Regions from separate parts of the Mus musculus genome. Here region 1 is linked to region 2. A link is a contact called in public Hi-C data. All regions are on one chromosome and are shown on one strand. Each heading gives the region's core, a stretch centred on a gene start, on an enhancer-like site or on the middle of the called end of the contact. The rest is flanking DNA. Distances are from core to core; before and after follow the strand shown. Region 1 overlaps Cdh22 (cadherin 22). Region 2 has its middle 8.4 kb from the start of Ncoa5.

Region 1 (2,700 bases), core at 50-2,549, 150 kb before region 2:
GTTCCCTTAGTCTGTTCTTGCTTCTCCCTGGCTTGTAGGGCATGTGGCCATGGAGCCCCAGGGTAGAAGTGTGGCTCAAACATTAGACTGTATGTTCTTGGGTAAGTCATTTGACTTCTATGCTTCATATCCACGGCTACAGGAGCAGGGACTTCCTCATGGTGCTCTGTGAGAATGAAGTGGTTTATCAGTGTAAGATACTCAGAGCCACGGTGTCAAGCCAGTGGATGGCAGTCAGTGGATGGTGGCCTTTTGGGTGCTCTGCATTGGCAGATCTAAGCCCACTGTCACCTACCTCATCCTGAGCCTCTCCGTCAGGAAAGTGAGAGCAGTGATAGGTTTCCAATTCTGATCCTCTGAGATGCAGTGAAGCAAGGGTGGGGGTGGGGTCAAGGCAATGTATAAGGAGAGCAAAGACGGGGGAAGCCCCCAGAACGGGATGGAGAAAACCTGGGTTGAACAAGGCAGTTTGAAGCCAGAAAGCAGAGGACCTTAAATGACGCAGTGGTGTCTTCGAGGGACAGCCAGGCCTGGTCTATTATTAGGTGACTGCTAAGGGAGTGATCTCCTGGTGGCTGAAGGAATATAAGCAGGCGCTGAGATCTGCAATGACCGCCCTGGCCCAAGACTGCAATAACAGGTTCTAGAAAGAGACTGGTCCCCTGGTGCAACTCCAGACCCACAAACAACTGTGTCTCTAAATTGATGAAACAGACCAACCCCGAGATGACCGAACGTATCTTGGGGACAAGCACCTAGCCACCTGTGCCGGTATCGAACAGGAAGAAGTGACATACTGACTGGTACAATGGATCCGTGTTGGCATCTGTGCAGTAGTGACAGGAAGACTGGGTGTGTGAGACACAAGTTCTCACTGTGGCTAGTGTTGCTGTTATCACGACTTCAAGTTTCTAGAAGCCCCACACTCCTGGCCTTTCCTCTCCCCGCTGAGTAGGCGGTGGCCAGGCTAGCTGAAGCCTGGGGCTGCCAAAGGCTCCAGCCTGCAGCCTCCCCAAGGAGCCTGCCATGGTTACCAGCTGCCGGCAAGGAAGGGCCATAAATCCTGAGCGGGCTGGGGGAGGGGGAGCCACGTGGGGGGCGGGAAGGGGGGCAGCTAAGTGGAATTGAATCTTGTTTAAGGAGGAGACCCACGCCTCCCCGGGCCTGTAATTTACTGCGAGGTTGACAAGATGAAAGCGGAATGTTCAGTGGTATAATCGCCCGGACCTCAGGGAGCTGCGGGAGATGAGCCGCGAGGCCAGCGGTGGCGGCCTGGCTTTGAGAGAGATCTGGGGCGCTGATCCCGCTGTGAGCACAGCAGGCGGCAGACCCGGGGCTCCCTCCTCTGCGGATGGCAGGGCCTGGCTGGTTAAGCCCCAGCTCAGGCGGCATCCTGCTTGCTGTCATCTCTAGAGCTGAGGTCAGGTCCCGAGTCTGTGGTAGATTTGATTCAGTGGAACGCGCCACCCAGGACGCCTGTGTCTCGCAGCTGCAGACAGTTGGCGCGGAGGCCTTAATGGGGAAGAGCCCTAGCCACAGTGAGCATCCGGCCCCAGGCCATTGGTGGGCTGGGCAATCCAGTGTCTGGTGGGTTCAAAAGCCAAGCCTGGCTTGGCATAAGATCCTCCCAGGGGCCTCCATGGAGCCTGCTGCTATCAACTAGCACACAGAACTCAACCTCAGGGCCCCTGTCCAGGCAGCGGGCCCGTCACCTTCCATCCCTGGTGCATGTGTGCGCATGCTCCGTGTTTGGAGAAGGGGGCGGATTAGGTCTGAGAACCGTTTACAGGCGAGGGGACTCTTTCCAAAGAGAAAGAGATATGATGGTAGCCACGGAAGTTTGTGAGTTTGTGACTGTCAGCTGTCTCATCCAGCTTCGCCACACTGCAGAAGGGGGAGAGTGAGGCCCAGAGGGTTAGGGGTAGAGTCCAAGCTGGGTCAGAGTAAAGGTCTGGGGAGCTCTGTTTCAGGAGCTGTCCCCACACTAGGCTAGTGGGCACAGCCCATCATCCCGTGCCCTAGTAGCTGGAGACTGAAGCCTGTCAAACACTGTGCCAGTTCCCAAGGCCATAACAGTAAATTAAGCGAGGTGACTCTTGCCTGCGAAACCAGTACTCGGGAGGCAGAGGCAACAGGATCAGAGGTTCAAAGTCATTTTTTTTTCTGTATTGTGAGTTTGAGACCAGTCTGGACTACTGAGATCCCATCTCAAAAAACTAAACAAAGTAGGGCCCATGAGATGACTCAGTAAAGCGCTTTCCACACAACTCTGAGGACCTGAGTTTGTGTCCCCAGCACCCAGGAAACGCTGGGCACAGGGGTGTGTGTCTGTCATCCCAGAACTGAGAAAGCAGAGACAGGAAGATCTCTGGGGCTTAACGGCCAGGCAGTCCAGTCTATCTGCAGTCTCCAGTTCTACTGAGAGACCCTGTCTCAAAGGAATTAAGTAGAGGGGCTGGAGCAATGGCTCAGCCGTTAGGAGCACTGGCTGCTCTTGCAGAGAACCCGGGCTGAGTTCCCAGGACCCACAGGGTAGCATAGCCTTCTGTGAGTCCAGTTCTATGAGAGCCAATGCTCTCTCCTGTCCTCCACAGGTATCTATTGGGTGGTGCACAGACATGCCATACATGCAAGCAAAATAGCCATACACATAACAGGAAAGATAGAAGAATAAAGAAGCAAAGGCACTAGAGGGTGACC
Region 2 (2,700 bases), core at 73-2,572:
CATGAAGAGACAAGCATCAGATGACAGAGCCCATAGTCATCTCTGTGACCTCTGACCCTCGAGTGAGTTCAAAACCACAGTGCTACCGTGTGGCCCCACCCTAACCTCTGTTTCTCCTCTGTGAAGAGAGAGAGAGAACACTGCACAGTTATCGGACAGGCTGGATTGCGTACTTTTATCATCATAGTATCTAGCACAAATGGTATAAACCATTGATGATAAACATCCATTTCAGGGGATTCAGATAGCTCCCCCATGGTCCTGGGCACAGAATGTTCTCATATCCATGTCAGAAGACTGTATCAAGCTCTCTAGGGTCCAGGGTTATTGAAGCCTTAGGGTTTCTGTAGTCTTGGGGGTTGAATATTCCTAGGTATACTAGTGCTTTGGCCCATCTGTGATGGCAGACACATTCCACATCTGTGCCATCCAATATGGACATTTGAATGTGAACATTACAATTAAGCAAATGGATGTCTTTGTACTTACTTTGTGCCTGTGTGTGTGCGTGCATGCATGATGTGTGTGTGTGTGTGTGTGTGTGTGTGTGTGTGTGTTTGAGCACACATGTGTGCATGCATCTCCCCATATATAGAGGACAGAGGACAGCTTTTGATGTCACCCTCAGGAAACCAATCTACCTCCCTTAGGACAGGGTCTCTCCCTGGCCTGGAGCTCACTAATTGGGCCAGGCTGGCTGGTCAGTGAGCCCCAGACACTGGCCTGACTGCCTCCCCAGCCCAGGACTCCAAGTATGTGCCACCACCACCAGCTTTTTCACGTGTGTTTTGGGGGCTGAACTAAGGCTCTTGAACATTTAAGGCAAGTGCTTTACCAATGGGAGCATCCCAGGTAGCCCAGTCCTTGCTTTAATAAGGGTAAGCAGCCACAGATATCTAGCAGGTACCACCTTATGTAACAGCTCCAGGCAAGTTGGGCAGTGGTGGGCAAACTCCTTAGCTCTTTCTTCCCCTGCTCCCTCCCTCCCTCTCTTCTTTCAGCCAGAGCTATTCATTCCCTGCTCTGGAGAGCTCTGCCTCTCTCTCTCTCTCTCTCTCTCTCTCTCTCTCTCTCTCTCTCTCCTTTGTATGTGACAGGTTCCGCGGAAGGAAGCAGTCGGGACTGTGACAAGCGCTGTATTTTCATATACTCGGCAAGGTGAGACAAGCGCCCCGGTGACCTCTGAACTGAAAGAGAAGATGAATGGCGCTATAAATACGGCTGAATAGAGAATTGCTTCCAGACGGTCCCATTGTTCAGCTTCCTGGTAGTAGTCATTCACGCTGAGATAATTCCCAGCTCCTCAGATCCTCTATCGTTATAAAACATCACATTACCTCATCTTCATCTCATTACACTCACGGGTCACAAGACGACTTTCATCTCGTGTAGCTCATCACTAACTGTTGTGAAACAGAGCCGTTTCTTTCTGTTTCAGCGGGAGCCCAACAGAGAACTGCTTCCTTGTGAGCTCTTTTATCTCCTGCTTCTTACTTTTGACTCTTCTGTCTAAACAATGGGGGCTAATGGAGTTCTCCTTATGATAGTGTGTATTTCTCACCTGCTCGCATGTGACTCCACAACAGGAATGAGAAAAGTAGTTATTTCTTTCCATATCATCTAATCCTGAGGGATGACACAGCCACACTTGCTGCAGCCATACACATGGCCAACCATCAACTCACCCAGGCTACGTTTCCATGGTATTCCCATTTAAAAAAAAAAAAAAAAAAAAAGCCACAAGGTACAGTAGAACAAGAGGGCTTTGAAGTCTCAATGACATGAGTTCAAATCCTGACTATTAACAATGTTGCACCATAAGAGGGAGCAGAATGAATTCACATCTTTTGAGTCTCAGTTTACCCATCTGTAAAATGGAAGGAAGAATCACTGTTTTTATATGGGACATATTGATAGCAAAGATCCCACCACAAGCAAACTGCCTTATGCCCTTGGGTAATTATCTGCTCCTCTGAGACACAGTATTCTCATCCAGAAACTGGGAGAGCAATATCTGTGTTTCATGTAGTTAAAGAGTATGTATACAGTGCTCGGCAAAGTTCCTGTCTCAAAGAGCACCCTCAGTCTCTCATCTACCCCAAGAGAGGTCACCATTGGTGACTAGCTTTGTTTCTAAGTGTTAGTGTGCTTGCGACCTCCTCGGGCTGTCTGGAGAAGTCAAAAACTTTCCAAGGAAGAAGGCATTGTGGGAATGTGACAGCCAGCTCTAACCTGTTTTTGCCTGCCCAGAAATGAACTGCTCTATTCCAGTCACTAGAGCTCAGACCTGAGAGATAATTCACACAGGTCCCTGTGACGACTAGAGAGACTTTCTGTGGAGGCAGGCATCCATCCCTTACGGCCATTGACCTTTTGCTCTGGAATGCTGAGGAGATCTCAGTAGCCTGCAGGTGAGATGAGAAAGGGATAGTGGGCCCTGAGGTGTTAATAGCTACCATTGCTTCTGTAAAACCTGCTTCTCGCTGTAGAGAAGGGATGGAACGGTCTTTTATTAATATATAGAGGGGAAGAAAGAAAGAAGTGGGGAAAGAAAAATGGATTTTCCTGCCCAGCTGGGAATTCCATGGGTCATTGTAACACATGCCTTTCTGACATTCGTCCTCAAACTCACCTGAACCCTCTTCCACATGGCTGTGGCTCTAAGGCTGCCGTCCTTCTGGTAGCAGTGAGAATAGATTC

Evidence for each region. A called contact is a pair of places that touch in the nucleus more often than the background predicts.
Region 1: a Hi-C map of the N1E-115 cell line shows a contact between it and region 2, with 1.8 times the contacts expected there. The contact joins two enhancer-like sites. A contact is called at or near these places in 1 of 484 Hi-C or Micro-C datasets (the N1E-115 cell line), 1 of 115 datasets of contacts at active chromatin or transcription factors (embryonic stem cells) and 2 of 9 other capture datasets (liver and pancreatic islet).

The regions. Positions count from the first base shown.
Region 1 is chr2:165,194,415-165,197,114 of GRCm38.p6, reverse strand. All of the region lies in intron 1 of Cdh22 (cadherin 22), which reads left to right. Among named protein-coding and RNA genes, the nearest start is that of Gm36803, 14 kb to the left of the region's middle. Within about 2 kb of position 1,299, at least 49 of the 459 cell types and tissues checked have an H3K27ac peak or open chromatin away from gene starts, as enhancers often do. A contact at or near this core is called in the N1E-115 cell line, where this site is marked.
Region 2 is chr2:165,041,858-165,044,557 of GRCm38.p6, reverse strand. No RefSeq gene overlaps it. Among named protein-coding and RNA genes, the nearest start is that of Ncoa5, 8.4 kb to the right of the region's middle. Within about 2 kb of position 1,322, at least 63 of the 459 cell types and tissues checked have an H3K27ac peak or open chromatin away from gene starts, as enhancers often do. A contact at or near this core is called in the N1E-115 cell line, where this site is marked.